Linked DNA regions of Zea mays: region 1 is linked to region 2. A link is a contact called in public Hi-C data. All regions are on one chromosome and are shown on one strand. The core of a region is the stretch at or near the end of the contact, and the rest is flanking DNA. Distances in the headings are between cores, read along the strand shown. Region 1 holds the start of LOC103649524. Region 2 holds the start of LOC103649523 (ACT domain-containing protein ACR12).

The links. A called contact is a pair of places that touch in the nucleus more often than the background predicts.
Region 1: a Hi-C map of ear shows a contact between it and region 2, with 2.5 times the contacts expected there. The contact joins the promoter of LOC103649524 here to the promoter of LOC103649523 in region 2. A contact is called at or near these places in 2 of 25 Hi-C or Micro-C datasets (ear and tassel).

The regions. Positions count from the first base shown.
Region 1 is chr3:1,122,815-1,129,350 of Zm-B73-REFERENCE-NAM-5.0, forward strand. LOC103649524 reads left to right here and starts at 4,324. Exons shown (of 7, transcript XM_035966118.1): 1 at 4,324-4,501; 2 at 4,589-5,743.
Region 2 is chr3:770,976-777,302 of Zm-B73-REFERENCE-NAM-5.0, forward strand. LOC103649523 (ACT domain-containing protein ACR12) reads right to left here and starts at 4,298. Exons shown (of 10, transcript XM_008675242.3): 1 at 3,987-4,298; 2 at 3,131-3,182; 3 at 2,917-3,030; 4 at 2,706-2,800; 5 at 2,177-2,255; 6 at 2,011-2,070; 7 at 1,387-1,442; 8 at 436-541; 9 at 284-352; 10 at 1-176. The coding sequence starts at 4,105. The coding sequence ends at 114.

The DNA.
Region 1 (6,536 bases), core at 3,074-5,573, 350 kb after region 2:
AAGATCAAGAGAAAAGGTTCAAATAAAGGAGCCAAGGGACAACCGAAGGCACCCTGGTCTGGCGCACCGGACTGTCCGGTGTGCCACCGGACATGTCCGGTGCACCAGGGTTCTTCACGCGCTGAACTCCTCACCTTCGGGAAAACGCAGAGTCGCTCCGCTATAATTCACCGGACTGTCCGGTGTACACCGGACAGTGTCCGGTGTTCCAGGAATGAAGCGACTCTGAACTCGCCAGCTTCGGGAATTCGCAACGGCTACTCCGCTATAATTCACCGGACATGTCCGGTGTACACCGGACTGTCCGGTGTAACCGCAGAGCAACGGCTATTTCGGTGCCAACGGTCACCTGCAGGCGCATTAAATGCGCGCTAGAGCGCAGAAGTCAGGCACGCGCGTCATGGCGCACCGGACACGCTACAGTGCATGTCTGGTGCGCCACCGGACATCCAGGCGGGCCCAGCAGTCAGAGCTCCAACGGTCGGAACCCTAACGGCCGGGTGACGTGGCTGTCGCACCGGACATGTCCGGTGTGCACCGGACTGTCCGGTGCACCATACGACAGACAGCCTCCACCAAACGGCTAGTTTGGTGGTTGGGGCTATAAATACCCCCAACCACCCCACATTCAAGTCATCCAAGTTTTCCACTTCTCAACCACTTACAAGAGCTAGGCATTCAATTCTAGACACACTCAAGTGATCAAATCCTCTCCAATTCCACACAAGGCTTTAGTGATTAGCGAGAGAGATTTGCCGTGTTCTTTTGAGCTCTTGCGCTTGGATTGCTTCTTTTCTTTCCCACTTGTTCTTGTGATCAAAACTCATTTGTAACCAAGGCAAGAGACACCAATTGTGTGGTGGTCCTTGCGGGGAAGTTTTGTTCCCGGTTTTGATTTGAGAAGAGAAGCTCACTCGGTCCGAGGGACCGTTTGAGAGAGGGTAAGGGTTTAAAGAGACCCGACCTTTGTGGCCTCCTCAACGAGGAGTAGGTTTGCGAGAACCGAACCTCGGTAAAACAAATCCGCGTGTCACACTCTTCATTCGCTTGCGATTTGTTTTGCGCCCTCTCTCTCGGACTCATTATTATTTCTAACGCTAACCCGGCTTGTAGTTGTGATTAATTTTATAAATTTCAGTTTTGCCCTATTCACCCCCCTCTAGGCGACTTTCAATTGGTATCAAAGTCCGGTGCTTCATTAGAGCCTAACCGCTCGAAGTGATGTCGGGAGATCTCGCCAAGAAGAAGATGGAGACCGACGACAAGCCCACTACAAGCCACGAGTCGACTTCATCGGAAGAGTCCCGCAACAAGAGGAAGGAGAAGAAAAACTCCTCCAACAAAGGGAAGGGGAAGGAGAAGAAATCCTCTTCCCACAAGTCGCATCGGAGAGGCGACAAGCATAAGAGGATGAGGAAAGTGGTCTACTACGAGACCGACTCTTCATCGCCATCGACCTCCGACTTCGACGCGCCGTCCGTCACTTCTAAGCGCCAAGAGCGCAAGAAGTATAGTAAGATCCCCATACGCTACCCCCACACTTCAAAGCGTACTCCTCTACTCTCCGTTCCTAATTAGAACCCAAATTAGATTCAAAATCAACCAAATCAGATCTGGAATCCGAATCAGATTCAAAATCAGAAACTGAATCTGAATCAGAACCATCAGAACTAGAGCTATAATGCACGGGGTTCAGAACTTGTAACTCATGTTCGTTTTACTCTTATTTTGTCAGAGTTGTAGTATGTGCTTTACAGTTTAGGCAGACATACTGAAGTTACTATGAAGGATTATTTTTAGGTTTCTCATGTCTGATCGTTTGGAGGAAGCTAAGCTATAAAGCTGTGAACTTTTGTGCTACTGTTACCACTGCCTGTTTAATCATCATCTCGTCTATTGTAATAGTTCCGTTTCTCTAGTTGTTGAAAGATTATATTTCTAAATATCATTGCTCATATGACATTTTGCTGTTAGGGCCGCAATTTGAGCATCATTGGACAATGGTCATGTGACTGATTATGGTGGTATTTGTGATGTGATATATGTTTCTTAACATCATTGTTATGATGCTATTTGCATTGTGATTTATGTTTCTGAACATCATTGCTCATATGGTACGTTGCTGCTAGTGCCGCAATTTGAGCATCATTGGACAACGGTCATGTGATCATGTTGGTATTTGTGGTGTGATTTATGTTTTTGTACAGTCTCGTGAATACTTAGCTTTGTCAGCACGCAGAGAATGTTTGTTTTCTGGATTAGGGTACACTTGTTGTGCTGATAGTTTCTTAGGTTTAGGTGCCCATCTCTCTCATCTGACATGAATAATGTATGAGTGTCGTGTTGTAGAGTATTATGTGAAGCCATCAACCTGTAAGCTTTCATAATTATCCGCACGCAGGAGGACGTCCAACTGTGCCCAGAAAACATTGCAGCTCAAAATTGCTACACCCATATCAAAATTGCAAGTACTCGTCTTTATTTTTACTACACTCTAGGACTGAATGTATGTTTTATTCTTCCCACAGGTCTGTTCACAAATTGCAGCTCAGCGTGCAGCCAATCCTAACCTTGATAAACTATATATTACAAAAGTGAGTAGCTCTATAGGTCCTGCTCATGAGCTTTTTATGGATACTGTTGATTACACTCGTAATGACTATTTCCATTTGACTTTTTCGTTAAAGTCCGTGAAGAAATTGTTTCTTGTGCCTAGCAAACGCTTTAAATGCAATGAAATGGTTAGATCTTGATCACACACTATTTTTTGTTACTAAGTGACTATGATTGTCAAGAAAAGCTAAATTCAGCCTTTTTTAGATATTTCACTCTGATTGTTTTGCAATAATATCGTATAATAATGCTCTATATTTTTTGTGAGGCCTTTTTTCTTAATTCTGGACTGCAGAAGACAATTTAGGTAGAAGCTTTGACTTCTTTTTTACTGCTTGAAGGAATATAAAACATTAAAACCCGCTTAGTAGATGCGTACTATAATAAAACATATAGTCTCCAATTTTCTATTTTATTTCATGTTTTTGTTATGTTATCTCTGTATTTCTAACAATCAGTAGTTGTCTATATATATCATTCTCTTGAAAAGCTTATTTGATTTTGATATCTGTATTACTAGCAGCCTGACATCATATTCTAATTATTACAGAATGATAAAGATGTCTTTATAGAGTCACTTATTTGCAGATTAGATAATAAATGTGATAAACTTTTGATATGTAAATTGGACTCTGAATTCAGCATGCCTCAAGTAAGTATATGCAATTTGGATCATAGCATTACATTTTTCATGCTAGCGTACTTTTATGAAAATAATAATATTCTTTAGAATTGACAAAAATATTTAGATGTGTGTTAAAATAACCTACTTACCTTTATTCTAGCAATGTTGTTAGTTAACACAAGATAAACATTAATTAGAACCACTTTTGTAATTAATAATTAATAGAAGGGGTATGTATTTAATTTGATGGTGGCCATGCTTGGAAATGTAAGCTGCCTTCGTCTGAGGGCCCAAAAGCATTGAGTTGTTAGAGCTGTCACATAATTTGCATTTAGTACCCTTAAATTTCAAGTATAGACCAACCAAACCTCACATATAGGTAATGGAGGAACTCAACTCTCGGTTGGAATTGTGTGGGCCTTTCACGTTCTGATTTTGCACTGAATTCCACGTCTGTGCTTGCAATTACAGAAAATAAAGTTGTACTCATGAACATTTATCATTTGTACTCTGCTGTCTAGCCAAAGTTGTGTAGGCAGTTCTGCTAAATAAACGGCCAAAATTAGGGTAATTTAAGAACAACTAAAGAACGGCAACACAACTGGTTTGGACTAGAAACATGGTAGTTTTTTTTTTCTGGTGTTTGAGGTGTGTTTTGTCCAGCTACCTGAGTTGTTTAAGAGTTGCAGTGAATAATTACTGTGGTTATAACTCGATGGAGCAGAGTAGGATCATGACTGATTCTGAAATAGTTTTATATCTTGACTTATCAGCAACACACAATATCTTTACTTGGTTACAACATAACTTGATTTAGTTTTTATTGGTATAATACTATGATGTATGCATTTTTTGAATGAATTGTCAACTGTAGCAACGCACGGGCATCCCGCTAGTATTGTTTGAGTGATAATATGTGTATTTGAAGCAACATTTTTAAATTTTTTTTATTATTGTTATATATTATTTTTGTTCATAGCAAAGCATGGACGCATTCGTAGTTGTCTAAGATAAGACACAGAAGATAATACAGAATTATAAAGGTCCATTTAAAGAAGCCTACGTCGGTCGGGGAGTCCCAGGAATAACGACCCAGTGGCCCAAACAGCGTATGAGCCCCTGGTATATAGAAGTTGGTGTAGCCACCCACCCTAACCCTAGATCCGCTTTGGTCTCTGGAATCTGGAAGTCACCGGATCCACAACTCGCCCCTCTGGCCGCCTCCGTCCTCCGCCTTATCGGCCGCCGCCTCCTCCTTCGTCAGTAAGACGCCTCATCAACCTACAAATCTCCCAATTTGTCGTCGCAGAGATTCCCCTTGGCACCCCTAATCTCGCAATCTGTTTCAAGGTCGCATGTCTCTCGAGGACGAGAAGCCTTTCTTCGTCGTCGCTGTCGTCCCCAACTGGGTGATGCTAGAGCGCGTCGTCTTCCGCAGGGACGACGAGTCCTTCTCGGACGGAAGCGAGGCCATCGTGGCGACCGACCGGCATCGCGTCCTGTTTCGCGTCGGCACCATGATGTTCGCAAGTCTGGTTCAGGAATTCTTCATCTACAGCACCTCAGGTGCCGACACTTCCTCTTCGCTGACTGCGCTCCCGCCTTGTGCCGAGCCTGACATGGATTGTAGCCGCCGTGAGGGCCGCCTACCTCGTAAACGTGCTTCTCGGGGATGACGCCTACTGGCGGTCAGGTCCATGGGCCTCCTGTGCCGAGGCGAAGAAGAGTTCGCGGTGGTAGAGCTGTAGGTTTACAAGCACAACTGCTACATGGCCTTTGCTGACATCTACTTGTTCCTGAAATCAGCTGGCAAATGAGACTCCATGCGTTTGCCCATCCTCTGCAGCACCGACCCCAATGTGATCTGGCAACTTTGCTTATGGCAGACCGACACGGTTATCCTGGTCGACCGCTGGCTTTGCTGGGTTGACTATGAGCGAGGCATCCTTTTCTACGATATGTTTGGGGAGCCCAGCCCTACTGTTATCTTCAGCCAGTTCCCTCTGGACAAGTTCCCTGACAACAACACTCGCAACAAGGACTGCTGCTGGTTGTACCGCAGCATGTCGACCACCCGTGAGGGGGGTGCGCTCCTGTTCACCAACGGCTGGTGCTGGCTTCACTATCAGGTGCCACTCCCTCATGTTATGCAACATCACGGAGCCGAACACGGTTGGGTGTGTATGGGAAGAGGACTACACGGTCACCTCCGATGAGCTTTGGTCTGCCAACCCTGAGTGCCTACCGCATGACATTCTCATGTTCCCCCAAGCTGACATGGACAGGCCACATGTAGTGCACTTTGTCATCAGCGAGTTCGGATACGTGAGAAAGAATATGTAGCTGGTCACCATTGACATGAGCACCAGGAGAGTGGAGTCATTTTCTCAGTATACCAATGGGAGGCAGTATGCCATTGGAACCGAGGGCGCTTACTTGACCAAAATAAGGTCCGGCTGTCCCATGTCCTTCCTCCCCTCTGAGTTCTCCAAGTACCTCTGTTAGGTAATATTGTTGCTGGCTTTTATCTATCACCTAACTAATTTTTTGCTGGTTGCACACGTATTGCTGTATGTATGCAAGTTCTTCACTTTAATCTTGTTAGCATTAGAATTTCACTACGGGGAGAGCAGCCTATTTATCCAACCAGAACAGTAATGTATCCTGCAGGCTACTTAGTGAAAGATAAGAAATAGGCTTATGAACGATAGAGTTAGGCCCTGTTTGTAGTCGCTTTTCAGGAACTCGATTCTCTGGGTAGCAGCTTGTTTGATAATTTTGCTGTCCAGAGAATCTGCTGCCTCAATAAGCTGAGTTTTTGGCTATCCTGATTATAGCTGTAAAACGACCTGAATGCCCGAGTTGATAATAGCTCATAGCCAATAATTGTAATGTCTTTTGAGTTTGTTAAATAGAAATTGCTGTACAATAAAGATAGATAGGTCTAAAATATGGCTACAGTATTATACAATTAAATATAAATCTACCGTGTGTATCGATCATGGACAAGTGCTGTCAATCTATCCATTGCAGAGCAGCAGCAAAAACAATGAACGGAGAGCTGCATTAGAAATACATAGATGTAGGGAGGCCGGCACCTTGGAGGAGCTCGGTGTGGCCTGCGGGTGACCATAAATAAAGTAGCTGTATGTTTTGTATGCTAAGATTTTTTCTGTATCCAATCTTCTTCTAGGTTTGAACTTCTAATTTTGGAAGACAATTTTCCTCATGGCCTTGTCACCAGACACCAGTAACATTTTTTTTCCGTTGTAACACACTTGTACTGTCCTAAGCCAAT
Region 2 (6,327 bases), core at 3,048-5,547:
TCAGCTACAATGGAAAACTCCATTTGCAGCAGTACAAGGGGCCCATAGCGAAGGAACTGAAGCCAAAGTTTCTGATTCTAATGCACTATAGGAAGGTTCGACAAACACAACAATCAATAGCTGTCTTCATCTGTCTCAGGCCTTCGGAGGTAATAACGCAGGCAATTGGTCAGCGCCTATATAAAAAGCAAAATAAAGTGTGCAAAGTGAACACAACGAAGACAGAAAAAAATAACATTAAGGAAATGGTCATGATGTTGCTCGAATGACCAAGGAAGTAGACCTGAGATAAGGAGCTGTTTAGTTTTCCACCTCTGTAACTTACATGAAACTTGTCCTTCGCAACCAAACCCTGTACAGAATGCCAAATATCATCTAACAGGCTTTAATGGTCTTAGCGACTATAAAAAGCAAGGGGGGTGAAACGTAGCATACTTCAGTATCAATCTCAGCTGATTCCACATCAATATTTGTGTCCGCGATGATCTTGATTATCTCAAGAAGTAGGCCAGGCCGGTCGGCGGTCTCTATGTAAAGTATGCTGGGAATTCCAACAGAAATCGATGAGGAAGGAAATGTGCATCATTGTATGAACAAATGGCATACACAGTGAATTCAGATTCTACTTGTGTTGGAAGTGATCCATAGGGAAGGACAAATATGCATTTCAAACATGTTGAGACACATCAAAGTTCAAATGAACAAAGGATAAGACTAATAGGTAGGCACAAAAAATGAATTGAAGCTGATTCTTACATGAAAAGCAAAATATAGAGCTAAAAGAAACCTGACTCAGTTAATGACTTAATGATCATATTACAAAGCACACAAAAAAATTGGAAGAAAAAGGGCAGGAGCTCTGCCTTGCATTTAAGGAGGAAAAGAATAACACAATTACATAGGCTGAAGAAGGAAAAACAACATTGATGGCCTCAAGTAGTATTGTGTTGCTCATGCCTACATGTTCTCAGCCTATCTATGACACTTCAAACTTTTTATGCTCTGTAACCAGATCCAATTTACTATTATTTGGTTTGTGTGAGAAGTAATGTATACTTTTTTTCCAATTTTTTCTACAGGAACTGATACTACATGTCGCAGCCTAAACATGGCTCAAGCCTAAGATGTTCTGGCTTATACCATGCTGTACAGGTGTACATGAATAGCTAATTCATTTTGTACTACAGAATATTTGGGACGTACATCACTTGGTGTCAATCTTATTTTCACATGTGTAGGACTTCTTCTAGGATAAAACAATACACGAGGGCATGTAAACAATAAGATTGACATATATAACACGACAACATGCTATGAAACATGCAAAATAACAGTTAATTTAAAAGTGATAGTACGTGCTTGGATCATGCTAAGACAGAATCAAACCTTCTTTTTGGTCCGTCATCTTCAACAACTATATGTGTTGCAATATCAACATCTACCTACCAGTTCATAAATCAAAGAATGCAAATTCAGGCTTAATAATGTATCAAAGGTCAAAGCACAAACCAATAGCATAACAAAGTAAAATTTGTAGCCTAACTGTTTATAGATTTCCATTTCCTAAAATAGTGATAACTCACAGATCATAGTTAAAAAGATGGCCAAACCGAGATAACACGATACAGAACAGCATCTGAAATTACAGAATGGGAATGCATTACACTTTAGGGCTGATTTGGTGAGCCGGGATTACGGGAGGATTGGAGGGGATTGAGGGGGAAATTAGTTAATTTCCCCCTCAATCCCCTCCAATCCCCCCGTGATCCCCTTGTCACCAAATCAACCCTTAAGTGTTGTTTGATTCACGAAATGTAACGTAAATAGTAATAATAATGATTCACATTCGAGTACCAACGGTAACAAGTTTGAATGGACGGTATCCATTTTTAGTGTGATATGTGATTACGGTTGGACTTAAATAAACATGATGTAACGTTATTGACTTATTGATTACCCATTACGTTACCAATATGTGAACCAAACGGCACCTTACAGTATTGCACTTGCCTTCTTCTCAGGAGGTTTTATCCCAAAAAATTCACCCATGGCTAACTTCTCACTTGATTCCTACACAAGGATGACATGACTACGGTGTTAGTTACATTCAATCAGATAGTAAAAAATAGGTAAAGAAAAAACGATACAGAGTAACACATAAGAATCTGAAACATACAGGATGGTACTGGAGAAGGTTGTTGATGATGGTTAGCCGAATCCTTTCTAACATGTCAGGGTCCTCAACCTTGCGCCCACTAGATACATACAAAAGGGAAGGGAAAATATTACTGTTAACTAATCCAAATAAAAATTATGCAGCGGTTAATGTAACACTATAGTATTTAGATGGAATCATGGTCCAGAAGTCTCAAGGGTTCCACCATTTTTTCCATCTAAGATTGAACAAGGGATTTTCAAGAAGGAATGCCAATACTGTGAATAATTGATATGTGACAAAGCATATGTGAGAGGATTATGTGATTACTATCAAATATCTCAAGAAAACACTAGGCTAAATGAAAAATTAATGGAAGAGTATTTCAAGAAATCCATGTGTGTACATGGATAGAATTAATCACATCAAAGCTGAATAAAGGTATATGCATATGTGCAGGAACAGCGAATGCTCTCTTTAGTTTTCCTAATAGACACACATAACTAGATGCTGCACGTAAAAAATAAAACAGAAAGGAGCAAGCACCCACAATCGCATGATGTGGAACTTTGTTTGTGTGACAGCTGAGTCAGTTGTCACACTTCCTTTTGTGACATCAAGGCCAAGGTCCTTGAGTGCTTTCATCTGCAAACAGTGAATACCAGGAAAAATAATTGGCAGATATGACAAAAACTTAAACATCACAATTTTGAGCAGCAACAATGTAAAGACAGCATCAGTGGCGCATGTAAAATATATACCGTGTCAAGTAGTGCCCCCAAGCGATCTCCAAAACTTAGCTGCACAATGGTCGCATCACGGTCTGAGTCCTGATCTATCTGGACAACTGGGACTGGGACTGCCTCATCAGATGTCTGGGGTGATAATTTTCCCAAGAATACACATTAAAAAGCAAACTGAATAAATACAGAAGTGGCGTCTGCCACTGATTAAACCAGTCGTGTGAAATTGTACCGTTGAAGAAACTCCCAACACATTAGCTGAGTTGATAGATTGGCAACAAATTCTGGGAAGATTTACAAAACACAAAGATTATTAGTACATATGTTGGGAAGATTTACAAAAGACAAAGATTATTAGTACATATACAGTGTATATAGAACATGGAAGTATTATACAGGACAGATCTATCTATTACTATCATGTATATACTATAACTTAGGAATTAAGAAACAATAGAGTTGGGGATGAAGAGATACGAGATGGCAGACATAACTTCCCAAATGAATCCTACTACTGCACAACTTATCATAGGCGCAGGCAAATTTCCCATATACATACACGAATCTATCAAATCATCAACGGAGAACTCTACGAGACCGTCGAACAATGAACAACACTGAATTAGACGGTCTAAATGGAAAACAAAATCTATGCAGAGATCATGTATAAGTAAAACCCATGGAGCACAGGCTAGAGGCGTCCAATCATGCTGATGCTAAAATCCTTCCGTCTAATCAATCTGCTCACGGCACATGGTACACGGAGATGTTCGATCCGGCTGTTTAAGCGAGTTCGATCCAACTGATCGTCACTTCGTCAGCTAGGACAGACACAAAGGGACGCACGGAGATCGTCATGTAAACGTGTCGGTCCTGCATAGAATTTTTTTTCCCGGTCGAGAAGAAAAAATCCCTATAGCAAAAGAGAACTAAAGCCGGCACCTACGAGACCATTGGCACTCTAATACGAGTAACGCAAGTGGATAATCCCGCTGAGACTCGAGGCTGCCAGCGAGCAATATCCGACCAGCGCGAGGCGGCGAGCACGACGTCAGGGAAACGGGCCCCGCGGGGATCAGATCGCTCACCTCCGGGCGGGGCGGGGCAGAGGGCGCGCGGCGCGGAAGCGCAGGTGCCACCGTGACGGGGTAGGCGTGGCAGCGGGGGCGAAGGGCAGGAGGCCGTGGTGGGAAGCGGCGAGCGCCATGGGTGGGTGCGCGCAATCTGGAGCGGAGCGGGGCGGAGAGGCGTGCGGCGTGTCACTCTGCCCACCGTGACCGTCTCCGCCCTCGGCTCACTGGAGTGGCGTTGGCGCCGGCCGGGGACGGAAGGGGAAAGGTCTGGGGTCTGGGGTGGGCTGACCGAGCCTATGGGTCGGACTAGTTGTTTCCTTTCGTCACAAGTGGGCCTGAGCCTGATCGTGGCGACTATTTTACGCGCCACTTGGACTGCATGATTGGATCCAGACCGCTAGACGGGAATAGGAAAAAAAACAGAAGCGGCTAGATTTAAGGGGTGTTTGGGAGTGAAGTTTTTTCACAGTTTTGAAGAATACTGCAGTATTTTTAAATACTGCAATATTATATACAGAATGGTGTTTGACAAGCCGGCTAAAATCTCTGTTTTCAAAACTGAAGTATTGCAAATACTATAGTTGTTTTAAGGTATTCTAAACTTAGATTTAGATCTCAGTTTCTAAAATTGTGGTATTGTAAACTGCGGTATTGTCATGACTAAAGTATACTGTAGTATTTCAAAAACTGTGGTTTTCAAAAACTTTGTTCCCAAACAGGGCTTAAGCCTGCCTTTCCTACGCCTCCATCACGAATACTCAGTCCTGTGTCGAGTCCATCCGTGCGTTGCAACAGAATAATGTTATAATAACAAGAACGAATAACCACATTACGGACTACGTGACAACAACAAAGTAATAAGAATCTAGGTACTTTTAAGTCTAATCTAATTCAAAAATCATACAACAAATTCGTGACAATATATATACATGTAGGTATATATAATACTATCGATCATAATAGTAGATGACTGATATACGCAAACCATACTCACTACACCCGAAATTATCTAAATTTAACAAAATCAGAGAATGAATCTATACTACTATATTAAGGCTGCAAAGACTAGTCTACCTCTCCTGGTTCTATCTTTCACAAATCTACACCGTCCATCTACCTCCATCAAATCTAAACCATCCGTCTGTGTGCCCTCGGTTCTCGCCCCCACGTCTGATCCGCGCACGGATCCCCCACCCCTCAACAACCTCCACGGCAAACGCCGTGCGCCCCGCCCCCTCGCGACGCTATAGAGTCTCCGTGACCTCAACCACCATGCCGCAAGTCGGGCGTGATCGGGGCCTGCTGGAGCGGCCGCGCGCGCTACCGCGGTCGGCGGACCCGGCCGTGCAGATCGCCGGCAACTTCGCGCCGGTCGGCGAGCAGGCGCCGGTGCGGTCGCTGCCAGTGTCGGGCCGCATCCCACCATTCATCTCGGGCGTGTACGCGCGCAACAGGGTCAACCCCAGCTTCGAGCCGTCGGCAGGGCACCACCTGTTCGACGGCGACGGGACGGTGCGCGCGGTGCGCATCCGCAACGGCGCGGCCGAATCGTACGCGTGCCGGTTCACCGAGACGGCCAAGCTCCGGTAGGAGCGCGCGCTGGGGCGGGCCGTGTTCCCCAAGGCCATCGGCGAGCTGCACTGGCACTCCAGGATCGCGTGTTTGGCGCTGTTCTACGCCCGCGAGCTGTGCGGGCTCGTCGACCCGTCCCGTGGCACGGGGGTCGCCAACGCCGGCCTTGTCTACTTCAACGGCCGTCTCCTGGCCATGTCCGAGCAAGCCCTGATTGCCGCTGTCGGCTCTCCACTTCTCCAGTTCTGGGTGAAGAAGTAAAGATCAGCCGAGAATGAGGTCAACCCAGTTGAATCCAATGGAGCTGTGGTCTCGGTTAAGAAGACAGTATATACAACACTAATCACCAAATCTTAGTCGCCGCTTGCGGCCGCCGCCATCACTAGCCAAGCCATCGTCCCTGGCGCGCGGTCGCGTCCAGGCTTCCATTCCAGGTTACTAGGTGTATCCTACCGGTACTCTTGGAAACTAGACCGGAAAGGTGTGGCCAACCAGCAGCCCAGCGTGCGCGTGGCTGACTGACTGACTGACTGGCGAGCAGATGCAGATGCAGAGGCAACAGCAGCAGCCTGCCTTGTTCGGTTCCTCAGCTTGGTGCCCAAGCATGCAGGATCAGCAGGACGACAACTTGAGTTGCTCATCTTGCGTTGTGCAATAAGTATACGTAGTTAGGCATGTAGTGTAGAATATGCTCTCATACTTGTGCTAATTCCTGTCGGTATTGGACTAATCTTAGTTGGATTCCTGTTGCGACTCTATTTTTCTCTCTTCATCTTCCTCTCTG